2 separate regions of the Mus musculus genome follow, and region 1 is linked to region 2. A link is a contact called in public HiChIP or PLAC-seq data. All regions are on one chromosome and are shown on one strand. Each heading gives the region's core, a stretch centred on a gene start, on an enhancer-like site or on the middle of the called end of the contact. The rest is flanking DNA. Distances are from core to core; before and after follow the strand shown. Region 1 has its middle 14 kb from the start of Susd1. Region 2 overlaps Susd1 (sushi domain containing 1).

Region 1 (5,566 bases), core at 1,569-4,068, 86 kb before region 2:
AGAAGTCTCAGCTCCTTTTGCACCATGCCTGCTGCCATGTTTCTGCCTTAATGATAATGGACTGACCCTCTGAACCTGTAAGCCAGCCCCAATTAAATGTTTTCCTTATGAGAGTTGCCTTGGTCATGGTGCCTGATCATAGCAGTAAAACCCTAAGACACTCTCTTTCTGTCTGCTGGATTATAAACTGAGAAGACAGAAGGACTGTGGCTGCTGCCATCCTCTGATCTTGAAGGGACACTTGAGAATAGAACCAGACATGCTGAGAAGACAAGCTGGAGTCTAGTGACAGTATATGAGTCACTGACAAGTCACAACTGAAGTCATTGACATTTGGGAACTATGAGCTAAATTATAGTGTGTCCTCCCTCTCTCCCTTTCCCATCTCTGTCTGCCTGCCTGCTGTCTCCCTCCCTCCCTCCCTCCCTCCCTCCCTCCTTCCTTTTTTCCTTCCTTTTCTCCCTCCCTCCTTCCCTTTTTTGAGACAGGAATGACCTGAACCTCCAATTTTCTTTCTCTTGCCTCCTGAGCGCTGGGATTATAGGTATCTGCCACCATGGCTGGCTTCTGGCTCAGGCAGTGCTGAGGATCTTGTAAGCCAAGGGTTTTTGCATACTAGGCAAGAACTCTATTAAGTGAGCTACATTCCCGGCCTGACTTTTTAAATGTTATTGAACATAAAGTCTCCTAAGCAGGCCACAGTAACGCCATGACAAAGGAGATCTCAGAACAGATGAATTTGGAGAGAGACAAAGAGAGAAAGCAAGCAGCTGGAACGTTGATAATAAGGGGGAACCGGCCTGTTTGGACAGGTGCAGTCTGCTTGATTTAAACAATGTGTGGCAACATGTGTTTTATGCGAAGATCTAAGGTTTGTAGCTTCTGCTCCTGATATTGTGGCTGATGCTAGCAAATTGTATTTGTGAAGTAGTTGCCATGATGCAAAAGCATAATTTGATTAGAAAATTACCCATGAGTGCTTAGGGTTCATCCCACAAACCTGCCAGAGAAAATCAAAGCATGAGAAATCCTTTGAACTGGCTAATGTGTGCTTCTTTTTCCATCATTCATTTTGGTACAACGTCAATATGTCTTACTCTTATCCTTTTTAAAACAAGTCAGAGCAATGTAGGGCCCATCTTGAGTTTCAGAGACAGCCCTGGGGGCTAGATCATCCTAGAAACACTGATCTTTGAATGAGCAGGAAATGAGACGTGTAAAGGGTGACTCATCCCATCTTCCCCACACTGCTTGGCTCCATGGATGTTTAGCTGAGCAGCATATTAAAGTCTACTGGCAAGCAATCTGTCATTCCCTCAGAACTACTAACTAGACCCAAGGAATTTTACCAGGCACCATGATATTCGGCCAACATGGCTGTTGGAGTTCAATATATTTGTGCCCCAGATGGTGACACTGTTTGGGGAGGTGAGATGGGGCCGAGCTGGTGGAAGTTCCTGGAGGCCTGCCTTTGAAGGTTTCAACTATGTCTCTCTTATTGTCTCTGCTCCCTGTTTTCATGAGGTGAGAGCTGTTGCTGTCATGATGTTATGCCTGAGGTCAGGACCAAGCAACTTCGGAGTAGACTTGAAGTTGTGAGAAAAGCAAATCCTGGTTGTGAGTTACTCTGTCAAGTATTTGGTCACAGATTGGCAAAGTTAACTAGCATCATGACACATCCTCACGCCTTTTGCAGTTTATAATCTAATGAAACAGACACCCCTAAGGGCCAACCATGATCGTTGGGCGCTTTGGAAGAGAAATGCAGAAGGAAAATTGAGCAAATTACAGAGAAGCCAGTATGGTATAGGAAGGTATTGAAGGCTTTAGTGAACAATGCTGTGTTTCATATTTACCAGTTGGTATATCCTCATTTGTAGACACCCCCCCACCCATCCACAGTACAACAGTGATAAGTCATCATCAAACATTTGGGACCAGGAGACCATTTGTCTTTTATCCAAGTTATCAAGCTGACCACTCAAGACAGGCTGGAAAGGTCAATGTGTGGGTAATAACACAGTAGTAATTAACTCCAGGCCACCAACAATGCATTGGCATTACAGTAAGGAAAGGAATAAAAGCATCCTACTGAACTCCTAACCAAGAGAGCATCCGGATTTGAACTCTCTGCTTCATGCTCCCTGTGTCTTCCATCCTCTGTCTCTGTGTGGTATGATCTGAATCTCCTACCGGAAGGCTGTTTTATGAATCTGTTTGTCCCTGTGTCTGTCTGTGTGTATCCTTGTGTCTCTGTCTCTTGTTGGACCTGGATGTATCTGTGTGTGGGTGGTGTCTGTCCCTCACAAAGGGCTTCACTTTATATTGATTGGTCATCATAGAAAGCATCTCATGGGGGAAGGAACAGGACAGTTTGCAAATCTTTAACAAAGTTTACAAGGGTATAAATCACTGGTTCCAGTTGATCCCAACTGACCCAGACAACAGTCACTGTTAGCCACTTTTCCATAAAGGGTACTTTCAACCTTTCTGATAGATTTCAGCAAATTGCTTTCAACTTCTGTGTTTGCTGCTGTCAAACAAATGATACACATGCATTATCTGTGTCAGGGGCGTGGAAGAGTGTGTAGTCTAAGAAACCACTCTGCATTGGCTGAGGTTGTAAAAGTTGATGACACGGGAAATCCAAGGTCAGTAAGGTTAGTTATGGCTTTGCTCTCTTAAAGGCAAGTGAAACAGTTTGAGTACACAGTCCGGTGGTAGTCAAGTTTTAAGTGACTCCCGGGTGTACTATTAACTCTGGCTGAGAGATTCAGCAAAGGTTTCGGTTTCTTAGAATGCAAGCGAGATTTCAGAATGTTGCATCATTCCAGGCCAAGACAGACGAGTCACTTCACACAGCTGGTGCTAAGGAATCTCATAGGCTGCTGGTACCTGTGGAGGTTTGAATAGGTGTGGGCCCCACAGATTCTTGTGTTCGAATGCTTGGTCATAAAACTGGCACTATGAGAAGGAGTGGCCTTATTAGACAAAGTATGTCACTGTGAAGGTGGGCTTTGAGGTCATATAGGCTCAAGTTACACCCAGTGTGACAGACACAGTCTCCTTCTGCTACCTGCAGATCAAAGTATAGAACTGTCAGCTCCTTTTCCAGCACCATATTGGCCTGCAGGCTGCCATGCTTCCTACCATGACAACAATGGACTAAACCTCTGAACTGTAAGCCAGCCCCAGTTAAATGTTTTCTTTATAAAAGTTGTCTTGGTCATCTCTTCACAACAATGAAACCCTAACTAAGATACCTTGAGACAACCTCCACAGCCCTTGCAACCTCCCCCGAAAGAAATAAAAAAATAAAAATAAAAACAAAACAAAAGAACAACAATAAAAACAAACACCAGCAAACAGCAAAATCTCATCATGGAATCTGCAGTATGCTAGCCACAGTCACATTTACTTGGAAATGTTCATTGTAATGAGTTATTGGTCTGGTACAAAGCCCTGGCTTCTGCTACATTAACAGTACTGGATCCTCATCTGGATCTAGTCATTGCCTTGTGTCATGAAGATCCTGCAGCTTTGGAGCTGCAGGACTGGACCCTTCACACACTCCAGCAGTTCATAGATGGGGTAGATGTTGGGGTGGGCCAACTCAAAGCCTTGGATCTGGGCCTGGGTGGTAGGTGAATTGGTCAGCCTCCAGCTCTCTCCTCCACCCACATCACCAGGGTGAACACTCTAGCACTGCCCTGGCTAGTTCACCCATTCCCTCAGCCAGCTAGGGGCATGGCCAGCATTCCCATTCTCAAGAATTTGAGGCCCACTCACCCATACTCATACTACTGGGGCCAGCTCTACCCAGGTGAGGTGCAGGGCCCACTCTGCTGAGGGCTACAGCCAGCAAGGTGTGGGACCAGCTCTCCCTCTCTGGCAAGTAAAAGGATCTCAGTTGTACTAGCCTAAGCAAAAATTCTTAACTCATCTTATGAAAAGAGTTTCTCATGGAACACTAGCAAAGAAATATAAGACTTGGGGACAGATTACAGTGTAGGGGATTGGAGCCCCTTGGGGAAATGTCTCCTGTCCTTTTCTCTATGTGCTTTATCACCCTTATACCTCAGTTTCCCCACTAAAACTAGCTTAAAAAGGTTGGGTACTGCCTTATTTAGGGTTTCTATTGCTTTGAAGAGACACCACATCCATAGCTTACAGCTCAGAGGTTCAGTCCATTATCATCATGGCTGGAAGCATGGCAGCGTGCAGGCAGACATGGTGCTGGAAAAGGAACTGAGAGTTCTACATCTTGAACCAAAGGCAACCAGAAGGATAGTGTGTTCCTTAGACAGCCAGGAGAGAACTCTGATTCCAGACTGGGCAGAGCTTGAGCATAAGAAACCTCCAAACCACGCCCACAAGTGACGAATTTCTTCCAGTAAGGCCACACCTATTCCAACAAGGTCATCCCTCTTAATAGTGCCACTCCCTGTAGGCCAAGCATTCCAACACTTAAGTCTATGTGGGCCAAACCTATACAAACCATCACACCAGGGTTGTAAGGAGAATGGGTATCTGGGAATAAAGGAAGCCTCTGAGAGAGAGGAGAGGAGCTGGGGGCTTTAGAATGTGTAACAAGTACTGTGACTGAGGTCTAAGGAATCCTGAAGGCTGGCATAGACTTTGATATGCTGATAGGTGCCCCTGGCATAGGTCAGTTGGGGAGCCAGAAGGAAAGGAAATGACTCCTTTTGGCATACTTTTGGGAACCAGTTTCACAAGTTCTGAGGAATGCTGGCTTTTGATCTAACCACCAGACAGCTTTCCATTGTCCAGGTTGAGCTGGCCTAGATTTAATTTCTCACCGGTCAGGTAGCCTGCTCTTCTGAGGAAGGAGTACTCTTTGGACCTGACATACGTGTTGGGGGTGTGGAGGCTGGGGAGCAGTGCTGTGCACTGGTGAGTAGAAATGCCCACGGAGGCCAGAAGAATCCTCAGATTCCCTGGAGGCGTGAAAAACACCTGATGTAGTCAGTAGGAGTCAAACTCAGGTCTTCTGCAAGAGTGATCACTCCTAACTGCTGAGTCATCTCTCTAGCCCTTCCTTGGCCTACTTCCTGCTATACCGAAAAACTTAAAAAGTAAGACCGAGTTCAATAAGCACCAAATGAAGATTAAGAAATACTTTTTAGCAGCTAGAGAGATGGCTCAGCAGTTAAGAGCATTTGCTGCTCTCCCAGAAAACCCAGGTTTGAGTCCTAGTTTCAATTTCCAGCACTCACATATATATATAAAATAAAATTATACATATATGAAAGAAGTACTATTTAACCACGTAGAGACTTGTACCTCCTGAATGTTCATAGAAGGATTAAACGTTAGAATAAAAGTTGAAGCAACCCAAGTGTTCACCAACAAAGGTATAGATTGTTTAGATGTAGCATGTTCCTACAACAGAATATGTGGAGTAGAAAATCCGGCCTTGTCCAAAAGAAGGTTGGGTTTTTGGCCTTAGCTTCAGGAATGTGTTTCTGTTCTGTTTTTCTGGAATGTTATGGCTGATGGGAGAGTCTTTGTCTGCCTTTGGGCCTTGGTTCTTAGTGGATAGTCT
Region 2 (5,783 bases), core at 1,140-3,639:
CTGCATGAGCTGCTGTGGGACTGGCACAGGGGAGGTGTGGCTCCCGGGTTTCAGGTGGTTTATCTCAATGCTGTGACTGTGGACAATCACTTGGACAACCTGCCGCTGGTACCATGGGGCTGGCGACCCAAAGCTGAAGAGACCTCCAGCAAAAAGCTTATACTGGCTTGCAATCCAGCAGCTTCCCACAGACCCTATAGAAGAACATTTCCCTGTCTTGAATGTGACCCAGTACTATAATGCCAATGGGGATGTGGTGGAAGAGGAAGAAAATTCCTGTACCTACTATGAATGTCATTCTCCTCCTTGTATGGTGATTGAAAAGCAGCTTTGAGAGTTCAACATCTGTGGGGGTTGCCCGGTGGCTTGATACTGTGGCTTTCAGTGCCAGCAGAAGGACCGGCCTGGCCACAAGAAGCACTGTCGGGAGAGGAAGTGTCCCTTCCAGCACAAGCTTGAGCCAGAACGATGATGATGACAGGCTGAAGAGCTGCCACTGCTGCAGGTTCAAAGTTTCCAGCTCGTCATGAGCACAGCGGAAGACAGACTGCCAGTTGAACCCGGAGGTGCCCAAGAAGCCAGCAGTGGATCCTGAGCAGCTGCCATGCGACGTCACAGCAACAAGCAGCCTGTGGGGACAGTGCCCCTCCAGTTTTCACCTCCAGCAGAGACAACAGGGAGGCTCCCTAGGACCTGTCTCATTATTTATATATTAATATGTTTGTAAACTCATGTACAGTTTTTTTGGAGGGGGGAGGGTTAGCAACTTCAAATAGAATTATTTGTTGTAGTCCTCAAAAAAAAAATAGGAGAGAGAGAGAGGGAGAGAGAGAGAGGAATTCAGGCCGAGTGTGATAAAGTGAAAATCAGTTATTTATTCCATAAATATTTAGCAAAAGAATATCATATATTATGACCCAAGAGTTTCAAGTCAAACAAATACCAATTTACAAATAAACAGCAACTGTAATGAGATACTATGAATTTTTACATTTGACAAAAATGTAAAAATAATGGGATGGGTGTGTGTGTGCGCGCGTGCATGCATGCATTTACTTCTAAGTATAATTTTTTAAATATTTACTTATGCTTTACCTTAATGTGCATGCTTTGTCTGCATGTTCGTATGTGCACCGTGTATGTGCCTTATGTTCATGGAGGCCAGGAGTAGAGTGTGGCGTTCCAGATGGTTGTGAGTCACTGTATCCATGCTGGGAATCGAACCCAGGTCCTCTTTAAGAGCCAGTGCTCTTAACTGCTGAGCCACCTCTCCACTTCTCCCCAACAAGGTGTAATTTTTAAGAAGCAAACCCCACATCAATCGTATCATAGAAAACGTGTAGGGATTAGCTGAAGTGGGGGTGAAGAGGGGAGGTGTGGGCAAAGAGGAGCAGGGAGGTAAGGAGGAAGTGAAAATCCTAATCAGGGCTGGACGGTGAGAAAGAGCCCTAGAAAAGAGACACATTCAAGGACCCAAATGGTTTATTCTATGATAGTACTGAAGGAGTTCTGTTAAAGCTAGCCAAACACTTGGTTAAGAAAACCAGTGATTCTTGGGGCTGGGAAGACCGTTCAGTTAGTAATGTACTTGCCACCCTAAGTGTGAGGCATTGAGTTTGGACCCCATCCCCACCTAAAGAGCCAGGTACCGTGCTGTGTGCCAAGTCAAGAGGATTCCTTTGGCTGCTGACTAGCCAGGCTAGCTGAATCTGTGAGCTCAGGGTTCAGTGAGAAGACATCCAGCCTCAGGCATCTATGCACACATACACACCCTAAAACGACTGAAGAGTTAAATGGAAAAAATAAACTGAACTTTTAATATGTTAAGGATCCATTTATGTAATACATGGGATATAGTTACGTCCACTGGAGAAAAGTGAGCACTCAAAAGCTGTCCGCATGTGAGAATATACACACTGTTCATATCACATGTGAATACATTATCCTTTATCAGCAAGTGGTCCAGGAGAGCAGGGTACCATGAGATCTTGTGCCCAGCTCCCCTGGTAATGCTTTCTAGACCCTGAAGCCTGACTGTGGCATTGGACAGCTGGAACCATGTGGAGGACATTCATAGCCTTGAGTGTAAGGGACTCAAGTTTTGCTGATCTCTCTCTGAGGGTGCCTAAACTATCCAAGAGAGTCAGAAGGCTTGGGTGAGAGTTGAACCTTATGAGCCAGTTAGTTATCCAGTCTTGGATGATCTGTGAGGATGGTTCGTTCAGTGATTGAAAGTAATGGTGGAGGGTGGAGAGCCAACGATGGGAGCTTCATTAAACTCAGTTTCACCAGATAAACTGTACTGGTTGATAACGTTTGATCATAGTACCCTGGGATCTGTCCTGCACTTCCCCTGTGACTCGCTTCCTCTGTGACTCACTGTTGCTTGAGCGGTGTGATTCAGATCGCAGTATGTGGGATGCCTCCACTCATCAGCTTTGACCAGCTCTGATGGGAAGGAAGACGCAAGAGAAACCACATCGCACTTTCAAAGCATGGCCTGGGATAGTTCTCATAATGCTAAGTACCCCGCACAGTGGGGCTTCTCTATGGAGTCCTCAGGATGAACAAAACCGAAAGAATTTTTGCCCAGTAGCTTCGGTGCAGTCTCTTTCATTTGAGTGGGCACAAGGGATTGCTCTAGAACCGCCTGCCGTCTTGTTATTCCCTGTCCGTCGTTGGTTATGCAATTCAATCTTAGTCCTACACCTGCCTGAGAGGAAAACTGGGTAGGACAGGTGCAGGAGCTTTGCTGTCTTTAAGGTAATCCTACAAAGATTAGCAGAAGGAGATTTCTTGACAGTCTAGGAATCTGGCAGCCAGCAGGAAGCTAACGCAGCACTCTCTTTCCGTCTGACAGGTGGAGGTTCTGGGTCAGAGGTGGTATCTAGAGAGCTCCTACCATGCTGCTCTCTTTAACTTCACAACAAGAGACCGAGCTCCAGAAGTGTGTTTAGATCTGTACCCCGCTACTGATTACACGATAAACATCACCCTTCTGAGACCCACTGAGCCGCGCTCCGCACAAATAACCATAACAACCTCAGTGACAGGTAGGCACGGATGCCTTTCCAGTTTGTTCCTGGGGATAACACATTAGGTACGAGGGTTCATCGGCACAATGAGGGGAGCACAGAGGATGGGGTCAAGAGCCCTGCGTTCTACTTCTAATAAACTGCCAGCTTTGTCTGGTATTCCTGATGCTTGAATCTTACCAATCAGTCCTTCTGTACAATGTTTTGACTTCTCGAGGAGATTCCAGAAAAGGAGACTACATAGAGATTCCAGGCAACTTTAGAGTGGGAATTCTGTAAGGCTTCTGTCTCTCGTTTCAAATTCAAAATGGCTCTCTATCTCCTTCCTTAATGTCTGTTTGACAAGTTGGCTCACTGTGCAGCTGTGTTTGTTCCTTTAGATTCATGAAGCCCCATATATTTCATTTATGCAATTTACATTGCATCCTTATGTTTTTGCATACTTGGGAAATTATATATTTTCAAACGCATGGTTCTTTCCCACAGCCTCAAGGGCTGTCCTGAAGGTCCCTGCATTTACCATTTTGCTGAGATGTTAGCCACACCTTCACCTCCTTAATTTGTGCTGTCTCTGAACATTGTGGAGGCATCAATGTTAACGGGGAGGACATTCCTCAAAGGAGGAACATCAAATATGTACATTATGCCCACAGCAGCCATTGACACTTGTGGAGGCCCACGCCTGCTGGCCCTGTCCCAGGGGCAGGAACTATGTTATTCTGTCCCTATCAAGGCCATGCTGGACCTGGCAATCTTCCAGAAGACAGAAATGTTATCTCTGCTGCACTGGGCACTGGCTGAATCCAGGGGGTTCACAGCTGGGCCATCCAGGAGCATGGCCCCATGTAAAGAATAAGCTGTTACTTCTGTTTCAGGATGAGATGAACTAGAGTGCGTTGGCCTTAGAGGAGGCATAAGGTCCCTTCCTCCCTCCCTCTCCTAACTGGAAGCTGGGGTCTGTCTGTCTCAGCTTCTGAGGGTTAGAAAAGTGACTGAGCCCAGGATCCAAAATGGGGAGAGCGGCAGCCCTATGTCCCAGATTGTTCATTGGCTGAGCCTTTGTGTCCAAGGTCTATGAGAGTGATTTGGACGGAGTCCAAGTTCCAGCCTATAGAAGAGGACAGAAATTTCTCCAGGATTTTTAAAACCCCTATTTTTGTGCTAGATCAGTGATTTGGCTTCCCCCTTCTGCATGATGGTATATTAAAAACTGTTTCATGCTCACCAGTCTCTTGGATTTTTTATTACTGTGTTTGCAGCAGTCTGACTCACAGTAGGGGTATAATGACGCCCCTTGGTGCTCCTTAGAAACGCCTCCTTTGTGGATTTTCCTGGAAGCCATATAGAGGCCAGCGATGTTAACTACACAGCTCCCAGCTAGTGCTAAGGAGCACGGGGTCTTTAGCGTTCCCTCTCTCCCTCCCTGCCTCCCACCCTTTCTCCTTTCTTCTTTTCCTTAGAGAACCCACTCACTCAGGACTTCACACAAACTGGGCAAGCATTCTCCCACTGGGCCACGATGCCAGGGTCCCTTCTACCATTTCTTCACTTCTCTGGGCTTAGCAGTGAAGTTTCAGGGTTTCCTCTCTGGAGGAGCTGCAAAATGAAGGGCCTGCTCCTCTCTGGTCAGGACCCCACCCCCTACCCCCTAACCCCCACCCCATTTCCTGTTCACTTTCGCTTCTAGCAGGCCAGTTTGGCAGGCAGTATGACTTTTGCACAGGAGACTGTAACGCTCAAGACATTAGTGCATTTCTGTCCATCTCACCAAGTGTGGGATGACCAGGAGAGGTATTAGGCACAGGTTCACGGGTTCCATCCCAGAAGTTCTGAGTCAGTATGCACAGGTGCTCACTCAGGGTCTACCCACCTGATTCTGCCAGTCCACTTGGGTAGTATTGTTTTAGCCACACACAACTTAGCTACTCCTGGCCAATTACAATGTCCATGCAGGCAGAGATATGAGAAGGGAGGGAGGAAGGAAGTTAGAGAGGAAAAAAAGGAGAGATAGCTAAAATAATTCTATAGTTCATATCCAAGATGCTAATGTGCTAAAACTTGATCTGATCGATACATTTTTCCTAATAATCAAATACCCACTTCCTCTATTCCTGCATTCTTGACTTAGAGACCCTGCATGCGCTGTATAACCTGTTCAGGCACTCTCTTCATCATATTAGGTTCCAGCCAGTGTATGCACTTTTTGTAGTGAGAAACCAAATCTTAATTTTCCTTGCCACGTGGGATTACACAGGATTAATAGGCAAAGTATTGTCTTTACTGTTGTGGGCAACTCCCAGAATGACCCTCAGCACAGATTAGAGTGTGGTCATTTTAGAGAAGATTTAAATACAATGGGGTTATCCAGCTGGTCTTAGGCTGAGCCGCAGACAGCAGTGGGCAGATAACCTATTACCTACTTCTTGGAGGCCGGGGCTACATGAAGTACCGCAGGCTGCAGAGATCAGCATACTGCAACGTGTTTGCTCAGTAACCCGTGACACACGAACTCTGTGCAACAGGAAATGTGACCCAAGGAATGGAGCTTCCTGTCCATCGGGTCTGGTATTTACTGTTCCTTGAGGCTGAATGAGCGGTGAATTGTCTTTGCTTTTGTGGACTATGGCAAGGAAGTGACCACCACCCTTCGCCCACTTTAGCAAGGGAAATGACCTTTGTGATGTTGAACACTGGGGGCTTGAATACAAATATCCGTATCATCCCAGGTATCTACATTAGGAAAGCAAT

The links. HiChIP or PLAC-seq counts read pairs in DNA pulled down with a chosen protein or histone mark.
Region 1: a BATF HiChIP or PLAC-seq map of CD8 T cells shows a contact between it and region 2, with 16 read pairs. The contact joins two enhancer-like sites. A contact is called at or near these places in 34 of 484 Hi-C or Micro-C datasets (B cells, CD4 T cells, CD8 T cells and 23 more), 8 of 115 datasets of contacts at active chromatin or transcription factors (CD8 T cells, the HPC-7 cell line, bone marrow-derived dendritic cells and 5 more) and 5 of 9 other capture datasets (adipose tissue, bone marrow-derived macrophages, embryonic stem cells and 2 more).

The regions. Positions count from the first base shown.
Region 1 is chr4:59,449,908-59,455,473 of GRCm38.p6, reverse strand. No RefSeq gene overlaps it. Among named protein-coding and RNA genes, the nearest start is that of Susd1, 14 kb to the right of the region's middle. Within about 2 kb of position 2,818, at least 65 of the 459 cell types and tissues checked have an H3K27ac peak or open chromatin away from gene starts, as enhancers often do. A contact at or near this core is called in CD8 T cells, the G1E-ER4 cell line and trophoblast stem cells, where this site is marked.
Region 2 is chr4:59,362,992-59,368,774 of GRCm38.p6, reverse strand. Susd1 (sushi domain containing 1) reads left to right here. Exons shown (of 17, transcript NM_001163288.2): 10 at 2,861-3,053. It also overlaps the pseudogene Gm12527. Among named protein-coding and RNA genes, the nearest start is that of Susd1, 73 kb to the left of the region's middle. Within about 2 kb of position 2,389, at least 51 of the 459 cell types and tissues checked have an H3K27ac peak or open chromatin away from gene starts, as enhancers often do. A contact at or near this core is called in CD8 T cells, the G1E-ER4 cell line and trophoblast stem cells, where this site is marked.